Regions from separate parts of the Mus musculus genome. Here regions 1 and 3 are each linked to region 2. The links are chromatin contacts, called in public Hi-C maps. All regions are on one chromosome and are shown on one strand. The core of a region is the stretch at or near the end of the contact, and the rest is flanking DNA. Distances in the headings are between cores, read along the strand shown. Region 1 has its middle 31 kb from the start of Gm4166. Region 2 has its middle 64 kb from the start of Cmpk2. Region 3 has its middle 96 kb from the start of Gm45941.

What was found. Hi-C and Micro-C count contacts between places; a contact is called where the count stands out from the background.
Region 1: a contact with region 2 is called in a Hi-C map of stem cell-derived motor neurons, with 4 times the contacts expected there. The contact joins two enhancer-like sites. A contact is called at or near these places in 4 of 484 Hi-C or Micro-C datasets (the N1E-115 cell line, cortical neurons, myocytes and 1 more), 2 of 115 datasets of contacts at active chromatin or transcription factors (differentiating embryonic stem cells and oligodendrocyte precursor cells) and 2 of 9 other capture datasets (embryonic tail and embryonic trunk).
Region 3: a contact with region 2 is called in a Hi-C map of the N1E-115 cell line, with 4 times the contacts expected there. The contact joins two enhancer-like sites. A contact is called at or near these places in 8 of 484 Hi-C or Micro-C datasets (the N1E-115 cell line, adipose-derived mesenchymal stem cells, embryonic stem cells and 4 more) and 1 of 115 datasets of contacts at active chromatin or transcription factors (differentiating embryonic stem cells).

What each region holds. Positions count from the first base shown.
Region 1 is chr12:27,564,957-27,568,749 of GRCm38.p6, reverse strand. No RefSeq gene overlaps it. Among named protein-coding and RNA genes, the nearest start is that of Gm4166, 31 kb to the left of the region's middle. Within about 2 kb of position 2,524, at least 40 of the 459 cell types and tissues checked have an H3K27ac peak or open chromatin away from gene starts, as enhancers often do. A contact at or near this core is called in cortical neurons and stem cell-derived motor neurons, where this site is marked.
Region 2 is chr12:26,531,620-26,534,942 of GRCm38.p6, reverse strand. No RefSeq gene overlaps it. Among named protein-coding and RNA genes, the nearest start is that of Cmpk2, 64 kb to the right of the region's middle. Within about 2 kb of position 1,787, at least 45 of the 459 cell types and tissues checked have an H3K27ac peak or open chromatin away from gene starts, as enhancers often do. A contact at or near this core is called in the N1E-115 cell line, cortical neurons and stem cell-derived motor neurons, where this site is marked.
Region 3 is chr12:27,847,948-27,851,285 of GRCm38.p6, reverse strand. No RefSeq gene overlaps it. Among named protein-coding and RNA genes, the nearest start is that of Gm45941, 96 kb to the left of the region's middle. Within about 2 kb of position 1,810, at least 4 of the 459 cell types and tissues checked have an H3K27ac peak or open chromatin away from gene starts, as enhancers often do. A contact at or near this core is called in the N1E-115 cell line, where this site is marked.

The sequences.
Region 1 (3,793 bases), core at 1,275-3,774, 1.0 Mb before region 2:
ATTTTTTTCACCACAGAGAAACAATATTTATGGAAATAGATTTGAATTTCACAAGAGGTGTATATTATCTAAACACTCCATGGAGCCCTACAAATTTATACAATGGTTATATTTTTAATGTATCAGTTAAAATGAACTTTAAATTTTGAAGATAATTTAATAAACTAAAGATGACATAGTTGATTCCCATAGGACCATCTAACAGAGTTGATGGATGGGCATAGCCAAGGCCATAATAAGCCAGTAAAGCAACCCCTTTGATTCTAAATAACTGTCAGGTCCAAGCTTCAGTCTTTCAATTGACAAGCTGCTTGGTTTAAACCATGTGGTGACACTCACACTCTAATCAATGAACCTCAGCTTTATTTGAATGCATACCTCTTAACTTCCATAATTGTATGGATTAAGTTGCTTTTCTGTATATGGAGTAATTAGATTATTCATTATATAAATTAAACAAAACATGTCCTTGAAATTTCACAAAAACTAGAGGTAGACTTTTCATAAAATATAACTAACATTCTTATTTAGAGACCCTTTGTGAGGTAAGATAACAATTTGATGGCTATTTTTTTTAACAAAACAGGTAGTGCTGCCTTTGATCTTGTGCATTTTAAAGACATTATATGTTTATGAAAATGACTGAGTCCTTTGCTTCATTTCGTAGGGAATTTAAAACCCGCGTTTAGAACTGGAAGCGCTAGACAGATGCTTGCATGCTGCTCTGCTGTACACTTCTGGAAGGAAAGAAATCAAACGAATCACTAAGAGCAACCTCAGAGGAAAAAACAGGAAATGAAATAAAGCAGATTCTATGATAATCTATTAATAATGCTGCTTGTGCATTTGTGGAGAGAGAAAATTCCAGAGAACATTGCTCTCCACTCATCTGAAATAAACAGCATCCCTGCACCCGCAAGATACAAGCAGGATCCCTCAAAGGCACCTAACAGCCGCATACTTCCCACCTGCCTTTCCCATTCACATACTCAATTTCATGGCATGTACTTTATTTTTAATGTATCATTTAATAACATTTTATATCCTAAAATAATATCTCTATTGCATGTGGATGTGGAGATAGCCTGTGAGAACAGTAAAGAAAGAAAAATTTTATGTATCCTTCAATTTGCACATTTTTTTCCTATGCATCTAACCCTGTCAATCATGGGTCCCTGGGAGCTGTATAATATTGACCTGATTTGAAGACTCTTAAAGAGCCAGCTCCTTCCTGGCCACAAACCTGGTTGGCTCTTATCATTTTTTTTTCCTGTCTGAAGACGTCACTGGGATGCTCCCTAGTCAGCTAGGCATGACCTTGAAAGGAGCACTGGTTTCTCCCGAGCTGTTCTCATCTGTTGGGTCAAGACACATTTCCTCGGAAGACATTTTGCTTATTCTGCAATGAGCAAGGCCCACTGCACTAGGAAAGACATCCAAAGTCTCATGAAATATTGATGAAAGGCCTCTCTGCCTGCACAAATGAAGAAGCCTTCTGAACCAAATGTTTGATTTTCAGGGTTAAGGTTGAAAAGTTGTGGGAAATAAATAGGAAAAAAAACAAAAGATGATATAATCAAGAGCATAGAAAATGTCCCAGGAAAGAAACAGTTAGAACACTTGCTTATGCAGGGACTGGGCTTCCAGAGGTGTTGAGTGGCCTTGATGATAAACATGAGATGGACTTGAGGAGGAAGGGGCAGGTACAAGAACAGCATAATTAGAATTGTTCAATCTTTGATTGACAAGCATTCACACAGATCCTGGGATTTCTAGAGCTTGAAATTCTGCTCAAAATCTCTGCCGATTTGAATCACTGCATACATTTGACAACTGATAGTAGAAATATCATTTAGTAAGTCCATTCATGACCCCTCCCCCAAAAAGAGTAAATCAAACAAACAAATAAAAACCCTGGAAGCGCCTGTGTGTCACTAGTCCACACTTACTTTATCCCTGGAAGAAAGGCTGCATACTGCTCTGTTAGGAACTTGCTTCTTTGACCTTAAGTTGTTAGGTCGTTTGTTCATTTGTTTGTAACAAGCAGAGAGCTGACTATGATAATGCTTACCTACAGGACCAGAAGATGCTTAGCCCATGTAGGAAGGGCAGGTCTGTCTGGAATTTCTGAGCTCTGCAAAAGCAGCAAACATGCTTGTCCAAAGCAAAACCCACCCCACTGATGTGTCTGTTTTCTTGTATAATGAAACCGACGTTAGCTCAGTCCCAGGCTCTGGCCACCCTTAGCCTGGCCCATCCAAACACCTGCCCCTCCCAGCCCCGCGCCATCCCTCCTACCCCAAGTCTGCATCCATCCTCCCCTCTCTACCATGCAATATAAATTCAGTGTCAACATCCCTGCACACAGCCTCAGTCTCTGTTCAGCACTCCGTGACAACAAGGTGAGACAGCAGAGGTTATCCGACCAGCTGCTGCCTAAGCTGGAAATGGCAGGCACTGAACACCATGTGTCTATACGTTCACAGATGTATAGAAGGGCCATCTATCAGGCTGCCGTGCTGCAGCTGCCATCCCATCAGGCCTGCTTCCTTGCCTGGCCCCCGAACAATAAGAGTAGTTCTTCAGTGTGTGCCGCATAGAATGGCTGATTTGATTAAGTCCCCAACTCCCATTATGCTAGGTAGGGGTGTAGAATTTCAATGATAATCCATAATGCATGACCAGTTTGTCACCATGGCAACATAAATTCAAGGTTACCAGCTCAGATGCATAATTGGGTGTGCATTGAGTGCTGAAGAAGGGCTGTTAAAATTCTTGTCATAGAAAAGTAGCATCCATCATACTGTCTGAAATCGCAGAACCCTCATCATCAGGCAGGGGTGAGAACTCCTTGGAGAAAAATGTTAATAAAATAACTATTACCGACTAATAAAATTATTACGTCTAACCACTTTGGTTTTTAAAGTATTTCAGTTAATAAGAATGAAATAGGCACCATACTCAGCATTGCAGCCTGGAATTTCACAACTCACCCAATACTGGCATTGAAATATGGACATGAAGAATTTCTGGTCTGAGGCTGATTAATGGATCAAAACAAGCCCATGAAATACAATATACCATCACACAGTTCATTTCATTTTTGAATTTTAGACTGGATATTTTTTCTAGCTAGATATTTTCTTATCAAAATGTTGGAGGAGCAAAATTTACGTCTTTTCTTTAAAATATGTGACATTACTTACATGTTACTTGTAATCTGCATGTTGCTTGCTGTGCATTCCCAAATAAAAATAAAAAGGAAGGTCAAAAACAACAACAACAACAACAAGGAGTCAAACAGGATAAGAATACATCAGATTATCATGTGGGTGGTATTTGTAAGAATCCTGGTATTCATAAATATGCACTATAGACATTTTATTCTGATGTATATGGTGAATAGAGACCAAGGCCAAAAATAAAATAAATGTGTTCCCTGCAAAAGGATTTAATCTTGAACCAAAATAATCATGGAAATGACTTGTTTTGGCATCTGCCTTTGCCAGTGAAGTCGAACCAGGCTCACAGCTATGATGAGCCCACAAATGGCTAAGAACTGAGCTTACAGTGTGGAAAGGGCGTATGGTGACTGAGTGATTCTCTCCCATCCTCCCTGACTGAACGAAATGAACGTCTCCCCTGTTGGCACCTCATTGGATTTGCAAGTATGACATGATTTGTTCTGTGATATTATTTATTCTATTTTCCAACAAGCCTGATGAATTTGAAATCTGTTTTTGAGTCATGTGACATAGAGATGCATGTCCTGAAAATCCAAGGGTGCCCTTTG
Region 2 (3,323 bases), core at 538-3,037:
ATGACTCACTGAGCCAATTAAAGTGGGAAATCCCCATTACTGATCAGGATCTGCCTGCTTGTTTCAATTAGGAGCAGCAGTGTCCCCCCTTTCCTTCCTAAGCAGAGGGTCCCGGGGCTGTGAGGAGATGGGTCTGGACTCCTTCGAGGGAAAATGTAAGAGTGCACAACTGGAGTCAGAAGTCTCACACTGGCTGGCCAGAGCTGGTGGAGGTCAGAGCTGCACAGAAATGTTTGAAGAATGCCCGTCAGGAGAAGATAAATGCTTCCTGCTTGCTGGGTGTGCTCTCCCTTTAACTCTTCTCAGTCCCATCTCTGTGAGACCCTGCAGCCCCTTGCAGCTGTGACCTCTCTAAACTGCCAGCCTCAGATGACTGACACTTCATCAATTTTGCCTGAACTGCATTTACAAGCCAGTCTCGGGAGGATTGGCCAAGTGCACCAAGCATGGGGGCATTTCCCTACCGGAGCCAGATTGCTGCAGAATGAGGGGGCTCTTCCCACCTTCTCCCAGTGGCCCGGGCAAACAGCCTAGGGGCCTCCCCGCCAAAGGGAATGAACGGACCTCTGATTATTCCTTGTAAATTTTTCATGAGGACATCTGCCCATGCTCCTCTCCCTCTGAGTACCTCTCTCTCTCAGTCTCTCTCTCCTCACCACCTCCCTCTCTGTGTTCTCTCTTCTCTCCTTCTCACTCTCTCCTCCCCCTCCTCTCTCTCCTCTATCACTCTCCCCACCCCCACTCAGGTTTCATCTCACCTCTAACCCTTTCTCCTCTCCTTCCTTCCTCTCCCTCCTGTTTTTCTCTCTCTCTCCTCCCCTCCTCCCTCCCCTCCCCTCCTCTCCTCCCTCCTCTCTTTTTTATGTCTCCCCGTTCCTACCTCCCCTTCCTTTTCTCTCGCCTCCCCCTTCTCCTCCCTCTTTTCCCTCCCTCCCTCCCCCTCTCCCTGTGTTCAGACTCCTGACAACTCATGAAAAACGAGAGTCATTGGGCCTCAGCCGCCATTAGTCAAGACATGCCTGATGTGTGAACGTGGACCTCAGGCTGAGAGGGGCCAGGCTGCAGGGACTGGTCCTAGAGACAAAAGACCAAGCCGGATGGATATTATAGATAGGTAGGCAACAAAGCCTTCTGGACCGGTAGGGTTGGTTCTGCAGACAAGGGGCTCTGTGCTTGTACATCAGTGTGGCCCAGGCTTTCCCCGATGAACACTCTTGTCTCCCTGGCTCCTTGATGTGGCTCCCTGATCGAGGGCAGAGTCCAAATCCAAACAGAGAGATTGGAGATACACACACACACACACACACACACACACACACACATATGGTGTCGAATGCGCCTTAAATATCAAAATATATTAACTCTCATGTAAGGAGTACAGGGGTGGGGAATAAGCCTCAAAATCCTTTTTTCTGTACAGTTCAAACTAAGGACCTACAGCTCTTTCTCATTACTGCGCCCAATCATGCCGATGTCCTTTTTGTGCCCCCTTTGAAGTGACATGTGCTTCAATTTATTTTTAATCTTCTAAGTGACGTCGGGACTGCAGCCTGTGCACACGTGAAGTCTCTGCCCTTCTTGGCTGTTGTCTAAAGCAGTTTGGGCCACAACAAATCAGGCACTCAGTCCAGAGAGAGCCCAGGAACGATCTGAGGCCGGGGAGATGCGCAAAAGTGCTGCGCAGAGGAGGCAAAGTCATTAATAAACCCTTCACCATACACACCTTCCCTACCTTTGTGTAGGTCCTGGCCCTGGTCCTTGGGGACCCGCCATGGAGACACTCTGTGGAGCAACAGTGCCACCCAGTGGACAGTACTGGCAAATGACTGTCCCTTCTCTCTGCAGTCTCCCTGGGCCCTAATATCACATCTTTAAGCAGTTTTCTACATGAAAGGAGGCCTGCAACTGATTCAAAGCCACCTTGCCTTGGAAACCTGAGCATGCCCATAAAAGGCAGTGTGCACAGAACATTGAGGAATGTTTTTCGTTATGTTGGGGGTCTACCCCCAGCAGCTACTCTGGGGGGGGGGAGGGTAAGGGGGGATGTCAAAGGAAAATAAAATTAAATATACTTTTAAATCATACTTAATTTACTAATCAGTTCAAATAAATATGTGTATATACAAATGTGTGTGTGCGTGTGTGTGTGTGTGTGTGTGTGTGTGTGTGTGTGTGATGTTTGTCCAGTTACAGTCTCAGTGTTTAGTTGAAACATAAATTACATTAGCCCAAGCTCTTGTAACCCTCAGTATTGAGGGAAAATGGCTGAAATATCATCATATTTGGAGTTAGGCAGTGAGGTCAAAGTCTTGCCTGTACATAGATCTCACTCACCTGATAACCTGGACGGTTTCCATTTCCCATCTGCAGTCTTCAGTCACCCAGAAGGAGGCTGACGTGACAGCCAACGGTGACTTGCCCTATGCCTGGCTAGGTTCTGACTCTGCCTATGATCTTGAAACCTTCCCTCCCCTCTCTCCTTGGGTATTCCCTTTTGTCTTCAAGCAGAATCCAGCCCTTCACCCCCTCCTGGAGCCTTTTCTCCTCACGCCTCATGAATGTTGGTGAGGTGAGCACATTACATGGGCTTAAAAACTCCTAGTGAATCCACTGGTTTCCAAACTCACATGCATCCCGGATTGGGAGGCAGAAAGCGTCCTACAGATAGGGAATCCAGCCAAGGCCTGCCTCTTTCTGAGTCATCTGCAGTACAGAGTGGACTTCTCATACATAAACAAAAAGGATGGTTAATGCTTATTTTAACCAGTCTGTTACTTGAAGCCTTTAAATACTGCCCTACGGCATCTTGTAGAAAACATCGTTTGGTGCAGACTTTAAATAACTTAATATAAAATCATCGTGAGGGGAGGAGCTGAAAATCATCAACTCTGTGAAAGAATGTGAAATATGACCTAAAGTACATTAGATCCAGATCATTAAAGTCATCAAGTCATCGTCTTTCTCGTCCCCACCCACTGCAATGACTGACTTTGCTTACTGCCGTCACACGCCCTGCAAGGCTCTCAGTTGAGGAACTGACTCCATCAGATGGTCTATAAGGCAAGTCTGTGGGGGCATTTTATTGATTGATGTAGAAGGGCCCAGATCACTATGAATGACACGGACCCTGGGAAGGTGGTCCTGTGGTACAGAGAAAAGGAAGCTAGGCAGAGGGAGAGTGGGCCAGCAAACAGTGCTTCCCCTGCCTCTCAGTTCCTGCCTTGAGTTTCCAGCTTGGCTTCCTCAATCGTGGACTTTGGTCCACGACCTTTGGTCATGGAGCTTGTCACAGCCACAGAATAGCAAACTCGAACAAATGGAAA
Region 3 (3,338 bases), core at 561-3,060, 1.3 Mb before region 2:
CCATAAAAACCGTTGGTTACCAAGCCCATCCACCTGGGTTTTGTGCATATTACCTTTCTAAGGGAAAGCAGGTCTTCTTGTAGGTGTGTATGGCCACACTCTACACTCTAGAAATAAAATCTTGTCTAGTTTCTAAAGAGCTAGTAACAACATAGGAAAATGAACCATAGGCCTTCAAGAACAAGAACAACTCATAAGGTTCTTTACAAAAATAATACTGGCTATCCAAAGTACTACATTGTTGGGCAGTGAGATTATTGGAAATATAGGGATCAACTGCACCAGAGCAGTGTCTTAATATAAAAGACAGAGCCTCAATTTGTGGATCAGTCTGTGTTTTCATCATCAATAATGTCAGGATGTGGAGGTTGAGGCTGAAGTGGATTTAAAGGGTCATGCTCTTAAAGGTTGTACATCTTCATGGGGGACCACAGGTGTTTACAATTACCCATGAGCAGAAGAGATGACAGAAAATATCATAGATACAACAAGCCACACAGTTTTCATTTGTACAAGATGCAGGCCCTGTTTGCAACTGAACAGTAAGGGATAACTATGCAGTAAAGTGAGGAGTTGAACTGTGTTGATCTGACTTGTATCCAAGGTACTTGTAGAACCCTTTAATGGCACATCATGGATATATGTCAACTCTGTGTATTATGAAGAGATGTGTCTTTTGGTGCACAAGTGAGAGGAAGCACTCGGGTGAAGACAGGAAGGCTAGGTCAGGTGGAGCTAACACAGCAGATGTTGTAGGATCTTCTAGCTTTCCACCCAGGACAGGGCTGCAGATGAAATGGCCTGTGTTGAAGTCACACTATGTCCCACTCTTAGCTATGTGGTATACCACTTATTGCACTGCTTCCCAGCAGGGGCTTACAGTCCCTCCCAAGATACACAAGGTTGAAGCAGTGGATGCTCTGGGGACAGCAACCAGGATACAGCGTTCTTTACTCTCCTAGAGAAGCCTCCTTCTAACATCAGAATCTAAATAAGAAAAATGATTCCAGTATTTGCTGGATGGTGGTGAAGGTGTAAGAGCACCATTGCTAAAGAATCACCACTGGACTGGCAGAAGTTCTAGCATGGGAGACAACCATGGCTCTACCACTTACCTGGCCTCTCTGATCCAGAGATCAGATGAGAGATCCAGCTTGAGGACAGAGCCTTGACTCCTTTATCTCTTAAGATCATCACTCGGCCTCCGTATGGGCCCGCTCTACCATAGCTATGAGCTTAGGTCTGAATCTGTTGCACCAAGATGCCCTGCCCTTCCCTGATTGGACTTGTCTTAGTATTACAGCTTCTACCCACTGTTAATTTAAAAATTCAGAAAGGATGGCTAATGGAATGTGTAAGTGGAAGAAAGAAATCTGATTTCTAAAGCCATGGTTCTGACAAAGGCCAATCTTGCTACTATGCTCTAAGCCATCTCATCTCATCTAGAATGGCAGTTGTTACTGGTGTTATTTCTGTCTGGTCACCTACATTAGTGCTTGCTGCTGCCACCTGGTGGGTGGAGGCCTCGATGTTGCTTCTCGTCCTTCAAAGCACAAGACAAGCCCAGATGCACAGAACCAGCCAGATCGAGTGCTGAAGAAGAGAGGTGGTAAACTGGGGGTAGGGTGGGGTTGCTTGCCCTTGTAGATGCCCACAACAGCTTTGCTTTCCTCCCAGTGACCCTTATCACACTCCTGATCCTGGCCATACCTGAATCCTACTCTCTTTCCTGCCTTTGACTTTCAGAGAACACACTCACAGACATTAATTTAGGCCACCAAACTCCTTTTCTGAAACAATTCCTGCTGCCTAGGATCTACACTATCCTTCGTCCTCTGTCCTCAGTCCTCCTGTCCTCCCACAGAGTCAGCTGAGGAAGTGTGGCCTCCTGGGATCAGCTAGCTTCAGCCAAGATGGTGCCAGTCACCAGCAGGGGATCTCCGGAGCCTGCTGAGGGTACATGACCTCTGGCAGACTGGCTGTCTAGGAAATCTCAGGCCCATGCATCCATGCGTGTCTTCTTCATCCTTCACAGGACACAAGGTCACAACAAGAGAAACAATTAAAACTAAGTATATCCTGGATCTGCCACTGTGGAATGGTGATGTCTCTCCAATATGACTGCCTACCAGACTGAGCACCAGGGAGCCTTCTGTGTGATTTTAAAAAAGTGTGACAGCCATCAGCCTCAAACTGGCTCAGCCTTGAGTTTCAAGGATAATATCTCCTTCTATGGTGAGGCAGCTGCACTGCCCTATACAGAAGACTATATGGAACCTCCAGAAGCCAGAAGGACTCTGACCATTGTGAGCTATATGCATGAACAAGCATCACCTCGTGTGGCCTGTGATAATGGTGCTGAGAAGAGCCAGAAGAGGAAGGGTGCTCTAAGCCAGCAGGATGCCTGGGGTTGTTCAAATGATGCTCTGCCCTCAGGATGACAGGAGGGAATTTCAAATCAGTGAAGACTCTCAGGGACATGTGCTGCAGGGGTGTAGGGTGAGGAGATGGGGCTCCGGAGTGGTGTTGTTTCTCCTTAGCTTCTTGGTATAAGGTTTTAGGGGCCGATAAGGTTGAGGAGAAAATCAGACATGGCCTTGAGATTATTAGGTGGTTGTGTCTATATAGCCTGATGTGAGTATTGGCTCACAGTGCACAGCTATAAGAAGCAGTACATCAGTATCAGTGATAATGACCCGCTTTTCAACCTACAGAGCCAACCTATGCTGACCCTGATGAGGTCAGGATAACTCATGACTGGCCCAGGGAAGAATGCTCTCACAGCCTTGTATGAACTAGTTGCTTTAATCTTTTACCAGCGTCTGGGAAATGATCTCCCTACTAACCTGTCTTAAGATGTTGCTTTTGCAATCTGTGGAAGGTGAATTTGTGGCAGTTAGGGTAGAACAAACTGAGAGCGAGGTCTCTGACCCCTGACCCCTGACCTCTGACCCCTGACTTTCAGGTGCCTCCTGAGCTTAAGACCTGCTCTCCATTCCTTGTGTGGGGCCGGCAGACCCCAGCCAGAAAGACACAAGGCAGTCAACACGGCAACTGGCTTACACGAAGGAGCTTTGTAGTCCACTGCTAGGGAATAAGACCTGAGAACTTAAGGCTTCTTCAAAAGCAAACTCAGCTGAGACCAGAATTTAGAAATTTAATTTATATAAAGCCGGTGGACTGAACTTTTACTTTATCTGCACAGTCAAATGCTGTGGACAGTTAATTCCCACATGAAACTATTGAAGCTTGGGGAATTTAGGGGCTGGGCAGGTGAGAAAGAGCACTTGTTGCTCTTGCAAAGGACAGAAGTTTGGTTGCCAGCATTCCTGTAAAGA